Regions from separate parts of the Mus musculus genome. Here regions 1, 2, 3 and 5 are each linked to region 4. Evidence: chromatin contacts called from public Hi-C, HiChIP or PLAC-seq and promoter capture Hi-C data. All regions are on one chromosome and are shown on one strand. Each heading gives the region's core, a stretch centred on a gene start, on an enhancer-like site or on the middle of the called end of the contact. The rest is flanking DNA. Distances are from core to core; before and after follow the strand shown. Region 1 holds the start of Asic4 (acid-sensing (proton-gated) ion channel family member 4). Region 2 holds the start of Ankzf1 (ankyrin repeat and zinc finger domain containing 1). Region 3 holds the start of Dnajb2 (DnaJ heat shock protein family (Hsp40) member B2). Region 4 holds the start of Ttll4 (tubulin tyrosine ligase-like family, member 4). Region 5 holds the start of Stk16 (serine/threonine kinase 16).

Region 1 (2,700 bases), core at 58-2,557, 790 kb before region 4:
TTTGATTTGGTGGGAAGAAGAATCCAGTAGCCCCCGAAGAAAAGGAGAACAAGAACAAAGTGGGGCTCAGTCTGTCTGGCCTTGGGATGAAGACCAGCTTCAGGGCCCTGAGTCCATCCCGAGGAATAGCCCTGGCCCCTGAACCTTGAACACTGCAGCAGCAGCAGCAGCAGCAGCAGAAGAGGAGGAGAAGGAGCTGTGCCACGGGGTAAGCCCTTCTGAGCATCCACTGCTCCTGGACTGAGGAGCCAGAGGGAAACACCAGCTGAGGGAGACACGAGGCCCGCCTCTGGTGGCAGAAGGAAGGGAAGCCCTGTTGAGGATACCCTCACGTACTACCCTCCACCCCCCACCTTAGCTTCTGGCCACCCCAGGTTCAGGTGGCCCAGCTGGTAGAACTCACCACAGAGAAGTTGCTGGCGGAGCAGTGGTGCCCACTGAAGTTGCAGCTCTTGAGCATGTCAGCAAGCTGGTGGCCAGTGCGGTTGAGGATGTCTACCATGTCAGGCTCTGGATAGCGAAGGCCAGCTGCACGGTGCCCGTCCCGGTCTTTGGGGGGCAGCCCTGTCAGATTGGCCAGGTGGAAGATATCAGCATCGCTGAGTGCCGAGTGCCGGAAGCGGTTGATGTTGCAGAGGGTGACAGCCGGAAAACCCGCCACTGGGGCTGGGGCAGCAGGGTCCATGGCTACCAGGTGAGGCCGGGTCAGGTAGCCCCTGGCCAGGCTGGCTGCCTGGTACAGAAAGGCAGCCAGTGAGGTGAGTAGGGCCAGTGCCCACAGGGTTCTGCGCAGTCCATGGGGGCCAGGGCCACAGGCCCGGCCCAGCCCATGCAGAGTGCTGGTGCTGGCAAAGGTGGCCAGGTCCCGAGGGGCTGCTGGCCCCTGAGCAGCCCCCAGGAGGCTCTGTTCATCCCCTGCCTCCTTCTCCTTGGGTTTTGCATCCTCCTCAGCAAATTTGATTTTGCACACAATCTCGATCGGCATCTGTCCCCGGCTGCTGGGACTGGCCAGAGCCTCACTGCTACTGTCCCTCCCTGGACAGCAGCCCTGGTGCCCTCCGGAGTGGTGGTGGCGGCAGCGGCTGCTCTTCTAAACTCAGGGCAACCAGGAGGAGGACGGGGACAGGGTGGGGGCCCGAGGTGGGGGCGTCACTCCCACTCCCAGCAGCTCCGCAGCCCCGGCGCTGCCTCTGCCGCTGCTGCCTCTGCTGCCGCTTGTCTCTCTCCTCGATCGTCTCCTTGTGGCTTCCCTTATCAGCACCCGCACAGCTGTCAGCCCCTGCGTGTGTCCCTGCGAGCAAGCGAGTGAGCGAGGGAGCAAGCGCTGCTCCGCCACGCCGCGCAGCCCCAGCCGCTCCGCTCAGCATGTGCTCTGGAGCCCACCCCGTGCTTAATAATTCAGGACATGTCAACAGCGTTTCACCGTCGGGCACTGGCACGGGAGGCAGGAGCCAGGCCAGGGAGGGAAAAGCCCCACCCTACCCCAGCCCAGGATGGAGATTCCAGGATCAGGGGTGCTTCTGAAACTCTCTCGCTGTACCTTAGTCAAGCGTGGGGGCCACGGATAGCCTAGTCTCGGGCCAAACTGGGAATGGTGCTATGCTGACTTCTCAGCCCATTCCTTGCCACTTCTTCTGGACCACACCCCACGAAGGGTCAATCAACCCCACTTCCCAGCTTCCTTGACTCCTGACTCCAGCCTTCCAGGGATCTCACTGCCCCACTCAAAGCAGCTTCCAGCAACTCCTTGTGAGAGCCACTTGTTTGAATGAGGGAGGGAAGGAAGGGGAGGGCAGGCAAGAGAGATGAAGAGACAACTGTGGCTTCACTCAGACTCCCCTCCCCTAGAGCCTTGCTGCTGATTTCAACATCCACCGCATCCCTACCCCTTCCAGGAGGGACCCTGGTTCCCTTTTTCTGACTTTGCCCCATATCCCAGGTTCAGTCATTCTTGTGACTGAAGCAGAGGCCACCCTGCCTGGCTCACTTGTCTGTAGCCACTTTACTAGTCCTTTAGTCTCCAAATCCCTTGCTATGACAAGGCTTGGGGGAGAGGAGGGGAATCTGGATGAGCCAGGCCGGGGAGCTAAGAGCTCAGAGGCAGGGTAGAAGGAAATGAAGCGCCCAGGAGAGCTATTAGAGCCGGTGGGAAGGTGAGTGGGGGCTTCAATGGAAATACTATGCTAAGGAAATCAGTGCCCAGAATGTCCTGTCCTCTGGCAGAGCTAGACAGGGTTGCCTTGCAGGCTGCTATCTTGGAGGGAAATCAGACACATGGGTTACCATCACGAGAGGAAGTGGAAGCCCCTATTGGCTCACCGGGAGGGGGGTACGTTGGCACCTCCCGCTTGGGGGTAGCAAAAATGGTCCACTTGTGGCCCCTGGGGGTGTGTAAAAGTGTGAGTCCTCATGGGGGAGAGGAAGCACTTGTCCTGGGAGGAGAGGGGGGCTGATTAATCGGGGTGCTAATGAGCAGCAGGGAGAGGAAGCTCAGAGGGGAGGGGGAGGCGGCTCCATCGATCCAAGCCGCGGAACCAGCAGCTGAAAAAAAAAAGTGAGAAGGGAATCGATCTGAGGGAAACGGCAGCTGCTGGGGATTAGAGCCCGAGGTCCACACGCTGTCCAACGGCCACCCCTCCCCTTCGTCAGCCTGGCCCTGCAGTCTCAGGCTGGCCCCGAGGGAGGGTCATCAGCGTAGCT
Region 2 (2,710 bases), core at 166-2,665, 530 kb before region 4:
TTAGAGGTCAGCCTGGTCTACATAGTGAGTTCCAGGCCAACCAAGGCTACGCAGTAAGACCCTATCTCAAAAACAAAACAAAACACAACATCCCCACTGATATGGTTAATGGGCAACCCCTTGCTCTTAAAAGTGAACTTGTGGGTGTACATAGCGGTCTCTCTGAGTTTAAGCAAGCACACACCCAGGAAAACAAGTCCAGGAATGGTCTTTATCACATCTTGATACCTAACCAAAACCTAGGAAAGGTGTACATCACAGTGTCTGAAAGGTCCCTTTAGCCCCCTTCCTAGTAAGCCCTAAAATACTTCTGCCGCACTGGGGATGGAATCCAGACCTGTACACTGTACAGTCTAGGTTTTTCTTAAAGTCCCACGTCTCCTTCTTGCCTCAGATTCCTAAGTGCTAGGGTTACAGGTGGGTATTAACAACTCCCAGATTAAATTTATTTTTAACCATATAAAACCAGTTCCTAAATGGATGTTCACATCTTATAACTCCCAGTTGCAGTGGACAACCTAAAAAAGTGCAAGAAAACACAGCCGAAGACAAACTAGTGTAGAAAATCAGTAAATTATTCTATATTTAGCAAAAGGGAATATATCTGACTGGAGTCTACTTCGATTTGAAATAGACCTAGGAAAGGTGTTTTAAAAGCAGTGGTATTAATGTAACGAGATATAAACAATAGCTAGAAACCTTTATGGTGACAATTTATGGGCCAGCCCTGTATAAACAACCCAAGGCTGAAATATATTGAGGAAAGAAAAAGCCGACCAACATAAAGTCAGTGTGGATTCCTAAATTGGGAAATCACGATGTAAGTCTTCCGTGTTAATAGACTTCACGGAACCCTGTGACGTTCCTCATAGGTCCACCCCAAAGCAACCCGGATACCTGGACAGGAAGTACGCGGCGCCCAGGCCAGAGCCTCCCCAGGAGCTTGGCTCACCAGGCTCAGGCCCCGAATGAGTGGAGCTTCCCCGTTGAGGGACAACAGGGAAACGGAGGCAGGGGCTGAGGCTGCACTTGGAGCTGGCGACGTGGCTGAAGAAGAAACGGAGGGCAGAAACAACTCTCCAGAACGAGATCCTACTGCCGCATCGCCAGCCGGTTTGGCCATCCCCACGCAGAAATGCCCTTCAGCCTTTACCCGCTCCCACAAATCAGTTCTGCGGTAAATACGTGAGGATCTTCAGGAGTGAAATGGAGAGCACCAAGACCCAATTCGAGTCCAGGAGTTACCAGTCAGAGTCTACCCAACGGAACTACTAGCACCGACACCAAGCCTCGTCACTCGACCCTCCCTCAGAAGCCTCCCCTAATGTCCCGAGAGCCGAGCCACACGCAAGACCACGTTCGAAAACTGGATTTCTGCAACACCACAACAATTCGGCGGCTACGGAGAGGCGAAGGGGACACACTGCCGCGCCCGTAGCCCAGCCCCTCATCACGTAGAGCACACTATTGGTCTTCTGCTCTCCAAGACCCGCCTTCAGCCTTCCGTCCTGCCCCCTGGGCTAAGAATTGGCCACCATGTCTCCACCCACTTTTTTCATTGGCCAGACTGGCTGCGGGTGACAGTGAATGACAGACGGAGGGCCTAGAGCTCCGGGTCTGGCAGAGCCCAGCAGAACAGACCCGGCTTCTGGAATCCCCTGGATCCCGGTTCCTGCGGTGACACGCGAGGCTGGTAACTGGAATCTCCAGACCCAGGCCCAAGCTGGCCAGGGATGCCCACTGAGCCCCAAGTGAGCTTGTAATGCGTAACGGGGGCAGGGGAGCGGCGGGCGGGCCGGGGGCGCGCAGCTAGAATGTTTTGATAGAGGGCGCGCGCGGCCAGGGGAGCGCGCGTGCGCCGGGGCCGCGCGCCGGGTTGTCCGCTGTTGGGAGCCTAGCCCCCGGCCTGGGGCCGGGCGACCCTGGGGCGCCCTGTGCTCAGGTCTAGGTGGCTGGGATTGGGGAGGCATCCCAGCCCACCAGGGATTTCAGCTGTAGATCTGGCTCGACCCCTCCACCATCCACAGACACCCCTGGGCACAGGCCCTTCCTGGGGAGATCCATGGGCCCTGGGTCTACACTGACCAGGTGAGTGTGTTTCCAGAGGCACACACCTCTTATTATTAACCAAGGGACTCCCTCTGGGACCAGGTCGGACCAAGATCCACCATCCCCAGAGTCTTTACTGATTGGGAGTATACCATACCACCTTGACCCCACCTGGCACTAGGCACCCAGGGAACCCACTTATTCAAGCGGGATCCGGAGTCTACATGGACTGGAAAATTCTGATCCAAAAGCCATGCCTGCCTACGTCTCTGATGCTAGGGAAGCAGAAGGGATTGTCCAGAAAAATCTTGAGAAGACTCCCATTCGGGGTTTTCTGGACCCCGAAAAGCATGTCTGATTTCTAAAGTTGAGGTAGACCAGAGGTAAAACAGTCCCAAAGGGCTGTTTGGATTCGGACCTGTACTGACTCACTCTGCACTGGGTCAGAGAGTTTAGTTACTCCCTGGTATCCTCAAAGTAGATGAATGGTTCTACATAGAACAACAGGGGACATCTGACACAACTGGCAAAGTGTCTCTTCCCCATCTCTCTGCCCTCCTTAGTGGGGGCTTGGACCGGTGGGAGGGTTGGATTTTTTTCTGTCCCAACTCTCCATTCTTTGAAGCCTGACACCTTTTCCTCCAGCAGCTGTCCAACCAGG
Region 3 (2,700 bases), core at 176-2,675, 570 kb before region 4:
TGGCTCAAGAAATGGGCAAATTATTTCATCTCTCTCAGCCTCAGTTTACTAGCCTACAAAATGGGGGTGATAAGCTGGCCTGGCAGGAAAGCTATGACCTTCCCCGATCAGGACCCAAATTGCTCTTCAGACCCTGCTAGACAGACATAACATGGAGGCGATTAAACACTATCTAAAATAAAATCATGGAGGAGACGGGATGGAGGCGTGGCTTTAGGAAGGAGTACCAAGAATGAATGGAAGCAGGGGGACATGCCGGTCCCTGCAGGACCCCAAGCCTTACTGTCAGATAGTACTTCATAGGCCTCTGCCACCTCCTTAAATTTTTTTTCAGCAAATTCTTTATTATCCGGGTTCTTGTCTGGGTGCCACTGCAGAGCCTTCTTTCGGTACCTGCAGGAAGTGAGTGCAGAGGGAGGGTCAGGAGACTGATGTAGGCTTTGCCCACCGACTACCCTTTTTGCTTAGTCCAACACCCTTTCACTGCCCCGATCCCAGAATACCTCACGACTGCAGCCTGTATTCAGGGGTTTCTCTCCCTGTGGTGTGCCAGGGATATGAGTAAAAAGGAAAGTCCCTGCCATAAGCCCTTTCTTGGGGTTCTTTTGATAGAGCTATCTATAGCCACAGGGAGAGTGGAGACACTGTCCTGTCTCATAGCCTGGGCATTTTAGCACTGCAACCTGGGCAAGCCCACATGTAGGAGCTGGAGGAGAGGGGAGCTGGGTGTATAGAGGACGCTAAAGAAGGTCAGCTCTTCTTCCCTGGCTGGACTTGGTCTTCGTACTTTCCCAAGGGTCTCCTTCCTCCCTTCAGCCAGACCTCTAAAGGGCCCCTGGCACTCAGGGGGGCGGGGAACAAGGGTCAGAGCCTTTCTGTAACACAGCCGAGGCACTTACGCCTTCTTGATGTCATCAGGGGACGCACTCCGCGGTACGTCTAGAATCTCGTAGTAGGATGCCATGGCAACTCAGCGTCAGACGTCCCTCCTCCAGGCTGCGGGAGAGAAGGGGTCAGGCCGACAGAGGCACCGCAGCTCCGTGCGGCCGCAACCCCGGGCAGGCAGGCGACACTTCGAGGTGGAATCGGGCCGGGGAGCCACGCCTGCGGCCAGTGACTAGGCTCCTTCGCAGCCTTTATCTGGTCCCGCAGGCCGGTGCCCAGGGCTATCTCACGGCAGGAGTGGGGAGCCCTACCCGAACCCCCTAAGTCTAGTAACCCGATCTGAACCCCCAACCTGACCCAGCTGGGACCGCACCTCCTCTGCCGGGAGTCCCGCCCCTGCCCCCCGCAGGGGAACCGCCTAGCACCCGCTGCCCGGCTCGCGGCCACTGCGTACGACACGCCAGGCTGGGTTGTGTGCGCAAGCATGCGTCAGCGCCCTGGAAACTACTAGAGACTCAGAGGGCCGGCTCGGCCGGTCACACGAGGGGGCGGGGGCGGGGGGGGCGGGGGCGCTGCAGGGGCTGCTGGGAGATGAGGGCGGAGCCGTTTATTTTAGTTTTTCACCCAGGCGACGTCATTCCCAGGTGGGACTTAGGAGGCTGAAGTCGGCTATATCTTTCCAGCTATGACGCAGTCTCTCAAACACAGGCAGAGGGGCGGTCCGCAAGCTAGGTGCGGGTCCCCTGTCCTGTCGCTGGCCTCTAAAAGTGCTTCACGATCCCTGAGTACTTCCCCCAGGCCATCACCTCCAAGACTCACCGAGTCTCCTCTGGGCCTAACCCTTCTTCATAGCTTAGCTCCAGTGCTAAGTCTTCAAAAGAGGCTGCCCTGGCTCCCCTGAGTAGGTCAGACCTGCTTTTTATAGAGTCTCGTGGCATTTTCTTCTCCACACTGTCAGAGCCACAAATTAACATTTATTTGATGATCATCTATCTCCCCCAGTAGAATGTAAATTATACAAGGTAAGAATTGTGTCCTCCTTCGTTCGTCATCCCCTTAGTCTTTAGTCAGAATTGAAACGTATCAGTTGGACAGCCGAATAACACTTGGAAGACTTTTAACATTTTTGACCTAGAAAGGGTGAGGTAGAAGAGCCTAGTATGAGGAAATTAGTAGACTCAACGTTTCTCTTCCACAGCTGATCGTAAGTAGATCTATTTAGCCTCAGAATGATTTCTGGATTCAGATCTCAGGAAAAGGGAACCTTCCAGAAGTGGGTCTTGTTTTATTCCATCTGGCCAATTCCTAGACATTAGTGTACTGTTTTCTTAGTAGATGCTGCCAGAAGGTACTAAGAATGTAAAGCTATGGGGATAGCTTAGGGGTAGAGTGCTTGCCCAGCAGCCGCCAGACCTTACTTAGCCTCAATTCCCAGCACTGGGGGAGGGATAAAAAATGGCATGGGATGTCACACACACACACACACACACACACACACACACACACACACAGCCTATCAGCAGAACCCACTGGGAAACTCAGAACTCTGAGAGCAGGGAGACCTGGCCTTGCAACCGGATGCTGCTGTGTGACTTGGGAACATCCAAGGCCTGTTTTCCCCCTTAAGTATAGGTAACACCTAGAGTTGTTAGAAGTCAAATGAAGCATGGTTTATGGAAGCTGTTATTAGCATAATGCTTTCTGGTGTCACACATGACCCAAGCAGGAATGGTTGTATGAGTCCAGTCAGTGTTTCAGGACAGGTGACCTGGGGACATCTCATCAAAGCAACAGCTTGAGCACCAACCAAGGGAA
Region 4 (2,813 bases), core at 226-2,725:
ACTCCCAAGGTTCAATCCCTAGGACCTTAAAAAGATGGGAAGGGCAGGGCAGGCAGAGGCAGGTGCATCTCTGAGTTCAAGATCTATCGAGTGAGTTCCAGACAGCCAGGGCTGCACAGAGAAACCCTGTCTCAAAAACAAAAACAAACAAACAAAAAAACTAAAGTCACTTGGAAACTACAAGTCAGGAAATAGATTCATTTTAAGTTAAGTCTTGGGCCCTAATAAGCCCAGCTCACAGAATGGCTCCCAACAAACACAACTGAGCTCGGACCTCTGTTCAGGCCATGCTGTATCTTTCTAAAGCTACTTTGTAACTTGAATATCTTCCCACTTCTTCACTCCCTGAGAACATTTGATAACTTTCAGGGCCAGGCTTAGAGTCTAATCAGTAAATCGCTAGTAACTTTCCAGACAATAAAGGGAATAGTTTTTATGCAAATAATCTCAGTATTGCAACAATTGAAGGCATAGGATCCAACGGTACCTGCTCTTAAAGGCTCCTCCAGATTACTGCTGATTGGCCAAATCAACAGGCGCTGAAATTGAGATTCGGAATATTCAAAATGACTCCATAAAGGAAGGGTTTCAAATGCTGATTAAAACATTTCCAAGATTCAGAACCGGAATGTAAAGACTGAAGGTGGGGTGACGTATTTTTCCAAACAAATCGCGGTTAAGCGCTTCACTTCTACCACAGCACATACATCAGTATGGCAAATGCTTTCTTGATTAAAAATCTCTTGTTCTATAAACTCTCGAAAACACGTTTGTCTTGCTCACCAATGTACCCTCCCTAGGAACCTTACATAGTGGCTTCACTCGTTACCTACTTGTCGATGTTTATAAAAGCTGTAAATTATTAAATGAAAAAAAATGGCTGGATAAATGAGTTAAATTAGGATCTCAGCTTCTGGAATGTAGGAAAGTGTGTATGGATAACTCAGAGTGGGGTCAGGAAAAAGCAGGCCCTGAAAAGAGCCGGGATTTCAACCCAAGCCAGAATTTAAACCGCAGCGCGGCGGGAAAGAGGACACGCTGAAACCAGGACCGAGAAGGGTGTGGGGCTCGGGCCGCCCGAGGAGAAGCCAACGAAGTTCTCCCCGCGTGGAGGCTGCCGAGGAGGACTCGAGAGAGGGCCCGGGAGGAGGCCCCGGTCTCCGACTCACCAGAGAAAGGCGAGGTGGCGAACCGGAAGCGGGGTTGGGGGCCGGTGCCAAGGGCTGGGGCCGAGGCACGCGGGAACGGCCGGCCGGGGTCGGACACCAGCTCTGCGACCACACTCACCTACGGTACCCTACTTCGCCGCGACTGGACGCCGGCTCCGCGCCGCTTCTTCGCTGCGCCTGCTGGGCGAGCGGGCGACCTCAGGTGTCCCTAGCAACCAAGCTCCGCCACGCGACCCACGCTCTGCCGCTTTCTGTCCCACACAGAGCGCGCCCCCAGCGGACAGATCTAAGGCCAGAAAGGAATGGGAGGGGGAGGGCCCGAGGCAAGCGCGCCGAATCCCAGCCCTTGTGCAGCCTAGAGAATGGGGGGGGGGGGGGGGGGAGAAGGAGGGACTTGGGGGGAGGGAGAGAGAAAGTGCAAGGAATTTGCGCACGCGCAAACTTGTCGACACGGTGGAACTCTTGCGAGCGGAATTCTGGGAACTGTAGTCCTGCAAGTAAAGGCTCCGTTCTGGGAATCCACGATTCATTCTACCTAACCACTATGGACTCTGACCATACAGCGCCAAGACTCTATTAAAGAATTCCTACCAAAATTCCATGAGTTTGAGGCAAGTAAGAGGAAGTGGCTCAAGGCACTTTAACTCTCTCCCACTCACCTTTCCCTAAATCCAAACACGGAGCGGGACGAGACAAAGCAAGACATAACTACAACTACCAGTTTTATGGGCTTCGAGTGAGAACTTTACCTAAGTGTGAGTCCTTTCATAATCTCTCCACGCAGAATAGATCCCCCTGTTTCAGATGTCGCTGGATCTATTAAATTTAGAGAACTATAAAGTCAGCTGGATGGCAAAAGGAGCTTTCTCAAACAGGCTATGATAATTAACGATATAACTAACCTGATGAGGCCTGGGCACCGGTTGTGCACTTCTTTAACCCCACCATTCGGTAGGCTGAGGCAGGTGGATCTCTGAGTATGAGGACAGCCTGGTCTGCAGAGTGAGTTCAGATCAGCTAGGGCTATGCAGAGAAAAACTAGCCTGGTGAAAACAATTTGAACTTAGTAGCAAAATACTTAAGCAACAGTCATTGACAGATGTTGAACTATGAAAGGGTTACTTATCAATTTTAGATCAGGAAATCTAGGGCAATTATCTAGTTTGTCTCCTGATGAGATTTGGATTACACAGCAATATTTATAAAGTATGGCTTATTTTACAAAATGTTAAATTTTAACAATTTAAAAGCTGAATCTAATCAAGCATTGACTCTAACTTCAGTATACAGGATATAGAGGAAAACAATTGAGTAATGCTATAGAATCAGATAAATTCAGAATTTTAACCAATATACAGTATAAATGAACTTTCTTAGACAAAATGGGAGTGCTGGAGCTGAAGAAAAATGTTGGGAGCCGCGCCCACATTCGCCGTTACAAGATGGCGCTGACAGCTGTGTTCTAAGTGGTAAACAAATAATCTGCGCATGTGCCAAGGGTATCTTATGACTACTTGTGCTCTGCCTTCCCCGTGACGTCAACTCGGCCGATGGGCTGCAGCCAATCAGGGAGTGACACGTCCTAGGCGAAGGAGAATTCTCCTTAATAGGGACGGGGTTTCGTTTTCTCTCTCTCTTGCTTCT
Region 5 (2,700 bases), core at 161-2,660, 550 kb before region 4:
ATGTGCTCCTAGAATGTTTATGTTTGCCTGCCCAGAGCCTCTGGTGGGGTTGCACAATGTTACAATCCCCTCTGTAAGTACAGGCTTCTCTGACCTTGAAGAAGGGCAGCAGCAGCCAGGCTTCATGCTTAGCACCTCGTTCTTTCAGAGAGTAAGCCATGAGGCGAAGGATGTTGGGATGCTGGAAGAGGCGATGCATCTCTGCCTCTCGTTGGGCTTCTTCCTGGTCTTGCTGCTCATGGCACAGGATCCGCTTCAGGGCGTAGAAGTGTCCATCATGCAAGCCCTCCACTAGGTCCACATAGCTGAATCCACTGTGGGCCAAAGGGGTCACAGTGAAGGACCATGGTCATCTCTCACATAGCTCGGACCCAGAGGAATTCCCTTAGGGAGGAGTGCCTCTTACACAGAGTGGAAACACTCCCAAGATGTAGCTCTCATATAGTTTCAAGACATTAGGATCTGCGTTTCCCGAGAGCAGGGGCACAGAAATCACTGAGGTTTTGGTCTGAGCATAATGTGTTCAATTAATTTCAAGTCCTCATGAGTCAGGCACTGGGTGACATGCTTTAAAGAATATACTATCTCACTGAGTTTCCACAAGTCCCTCAGCGAGACATTATAATCATCTCCTTTTAAGCAGAAGAAACCACAGTTGACTTAAGGTCACACAAGGTAGATCCAGGAGGCCAGAGTCTAGAATCCACTTCTTGACCCGTTCAGCTAACCGGTCAGGTGGGGTAGACTCTAAGGCTAACACTCTTGCAACTCTATCACTGTCTCTAAACGACCTGGGTCTAGCTAAGTGACGTCCAAACACTCACCCTTCCCCCAATTTCTGGACGAAGAGGTAACGCTTATTGTCAATGATGACAGTTCCCCGGGAGCAGACACACAGTGCGTGGCCCATAACGTCTCAGTCATCCTCTTCAGGGATGGTCTTCCTTCCAGGGAGAGTGGGCTCTTCCAGGCGATGCGGTGGGGTCCCGGCGGGTCATGCTGGAATGGAAACAGCAAGTCGCGGGTTCAAGAACAATCTAGACAGCCACGGAGGTACCAACCAGGAGAGCTCAGGCTCACCTCCAAGAACCCATATTCACGTCTAAAGAAAACTGGCCCTGGCGACTCCAGCGCTAAGAAGGCTGAGTTCTGGCACCCCAAAGCCTCAGGCCACGCTGCGTCTTACCAGGCCGCTTCTTTCAACCCCGGCCCACCTTCGGCCAGGTCCAGCTCTCGCACCCGTCAGGCATGGGGTGGCGGCGCAGGAGGTGCGGGGCTCGAGCCCACCTCTGGCCGAGTCCACCCTCCGTCGCTCGGGAACGAGCACAGGGTCTGCCACTACAAACTCCACACCGACCGGTCTCCGGCCTGTGCGAAGGGCCAGGGACCGGAAGCCCGGATGACATCATCAGTCCGCGTCGAAGTAACGGCCCGCTGTATCCTAGCAACAAGAGGCGGCAAGAGGATGTGGGGACCCGGAAGTGAGAGGCTGGGGCCCGGCTAGACCTGGGGTGTATTGGTTTCTCTATCTCGCCGAGGGTTCCCACTTGGCCCTCAGTAAGGGTCAAGACGCAGGGACTAGTACCAAAGGGGAGCAAAGCAGGGCTCTGCCCGAGGCCCCTAGGACCTCTGTCTCCCAATGTCAGAGGTAGGAGGTCTTATAGCTCCCGCGCGCTGGAGTTAGAAAGTGGCTTTCTACAATCTAGCTTGGAGGAGGGACCAGAGAAGGGCGGGTGCTGACCCTTAGATGCCAAGAGGTCTGACCCCTTAACACTCTCAGGGGTCTAGCCTGTACTCCACTGCCTTGGCTAGTGTCTGTGTCCTTAAACTAGAGTGCCCGTTTCTAAACCTGGTCCTAACAGTCTCCTAGCTGTGTGGCCTCCTGCAAGTTATTTAGTCTTTCAGATCCTCACTTTTCCCAGCTGTAAGACAGTACCTACGGCTAAGTGTCGTGAGTTATGAGGCCAAACTGACTAGTTCCAATCCCAGCTCTACTGAGCTAGTTGTGACTTTGGACAGCTACTTGTTATTTCTAACCTTCATTTTCCTCGTGTGTAAGATGAGAATGAGAGTTATTTCATGGGTTGTTTCAAAATTAAATGAGTTGTCTTTCGTACAACTTTGGAAACAGCCGTATATCAATGTGTGTCAATAAACAGAAATAATAGTATTTTCTACGGCTGTGAAGGCAGGAGAAGTGGAAAATTAGACTTCTAAGCCTATGAACTATGCAGTTTGTTTCACATCTCTTGCCTAGACAGGCAGAATATATTGGAAAGGGGTGTACCTCCAAAAAAGATAGTGACCAGGACAGGCTTCTTGTAACCCCTTTCCACAGCATGATCACTCTGAAGATTTTCTAGGTTTTTCCACTGTTTCTGAATCCGTTTTAACCTTACTGCTCCCGTGCATATAGATTTAACCTGATATGTGCCGGATCCTTTGCTAGTCATGAAGATTTAAGACACCCTGTCAGCCCTCCGAGAGTTCAGTTTAGAAGAGCAGGTTTGTTAAAGCACAGACTCTAATTCTAGAGGTCTGGGGTAGGACCCGAGATTCTGCGTTTCTAACAAGCTCCCAGGTGATGCTAATGGAACTGATTCGGGTTCAGCACTTCGAGAAGTAATATTTTACAAACTAGTGGACCGTGGATGGCTACAGGCAAAGTCCGGGTTAACGGCCTGAAAAGTTGAGGTGGTC

The links. Promoter capture Hi-C pulls out the DNA fragments that hold promoters and counts their contacts. Hi-C and Micro-C count contacts between places; a contact is called where the count stands out from the background. HiChIP or PLAC-seq counts read pairs in DNA pulled down with a chosen protein or histone mark.
Region 1: a contact with region 4 is called in a promoter capture Hi-C map of HPC-7-derived erythroid cells, with 2.8 times the contacts expected there. The contact joins the promoter of Asic4 here to the promoter of Ttll4 in region 4. A contact is called at or near these places in 6 of 39 promoter capture datasets (the 3T3-L1 cell line, the C10 cell line, HPC-7-derived erythroid cells and 2 more), 2 of 484 Hi-C or Micro-C datasets (CD4 T cells and regulatory T cells) and 1 of 9 other capture datasets (liver).
Region 2: an HNF4G HiChIP or PLAC-seq map of pancreatic cancer cells shows a contact between it and region 4. The contact joins the promoter of Ankzf1 here to the promoter of Ttll4 in region 4. A contact is called at or near these places in 8 of 39 promoter capture datasets (the 3T3-L1 cell line, hippocampal neurons, liver and 4 more), 1 of 115 datasets of contacts at active chromatin or transcription factors (pancreatic cancer cells) and 1 of 9 other capture datasets (adipose tissue).
Region 3: a contact with region 4 is called in a Hi-C map of liver, with 3 times the contacts expected there. The contact joins the promoter of Dnajb2 here to the promoter of Ttll4 in region 4. A contact is called at or near these places in 5 of 39 promoter capture datasets (the 3T3-L1 cell line, erythroid cells, liver and 1 more), 1 of 484 Hi-C or Micro-C datasets (liver), 1 of 115 datasets of contacts at active chromatin or transcription factors (bone marrow-derived macrophages) and 3 of 9 other capture datasets (adipose tissue, liver and macrophages).
Region 5: a promoter capture Hi-C map of liver shows a contact between it and region 4, with 2.6 times the contacts expected there. The contact joins the promoter of Stk16 here to the promoter of Ttll4 in region 4. A contact is called at or near these places in 7 of 39 promoter capture datasets (the C10 cell line, hematopoietic stem and progenitor cells, liver and 3 more), 1 of 484 Hi-C or Micro-C datasets (CD8 T cells), 3 of 115 datasets of contacts at active chromatin or transcription factors (the 230-238 cell line, memory CD8 T cells and pancreatic cancer cells) and 2 of 9 other capture datasets (adipose tissue and liver).

Annotation. Positions count from the first base shown.
Region 1 is chr1:75,449,117-75,451,816 of GRCm38.p6, reverse strand. Asic4 (acid-sensing (proton-gated) ion channel family member 4) reads right to left here and starts at 1,307. Exons shown (of 10, transcript NM_183022.3): 1 at 404-1,307. The coding sequence starts at 985.
Region 2 is chr1:75,190,865-75,193,574 of GRCm38.p6, reverse strand. Ankzf1 (ankyrin repeat and zinc finger domain containing 1) reads right to left here and starts at 1,415. Exons shown (of 13, transcript NM_026187.5): 1 at 898-1,415. The coding sequence starts at 1,123. Atg9a (autophagy related 9A) reads left to right here and starts at 1,565. Exons shown (of 16, transcript NM_001288612.1): 1 at 1,565-1,751; 2 at 2,695-2,710.
Region 3 is chr1:75,235,148-75,237,847 of GRCm38.p6, reverse strand. It overlaps Dnajb2 (DnaJ heat shock protein family (Hsp40) member B2), which reads right to left and starts at 1,425. Exons shown (of 9, transcript NM_001159883.1): 1 at 1,259-1,425; 2 at 900-996; 3 at 284-393. The coding sequence starts at 964.
Region 4 is chr1:74,660,364-74,663,176 of GRCm38.p6, reverse strand. Ttll4 (tubulin tyrosine ligase-like family, member 4) reads right to left here and starts at 1,475. Exons shown (of 20, transcript NM_001014974.2): 1 at 1,288-1,475.
Region 5 is chr1:75,209,539-75,212,238 of GRCm38.p6, reverse strand. It overlaps Stk16 (serine/threonine kinase 16), which reads right to left and starts at 1,410. Exons shown (of 8, transcript NM_011494.5): 1 at 1,187-1,410; 2 at 825-999; 3 at 95-314. The coding sequence starts at 910. Glb1l (galactosidase, beta 1-like) reads left to right here and starts at 1,484. Exons shown (of 17, transcript NM_029010.2): 1 at 1,484-1,648.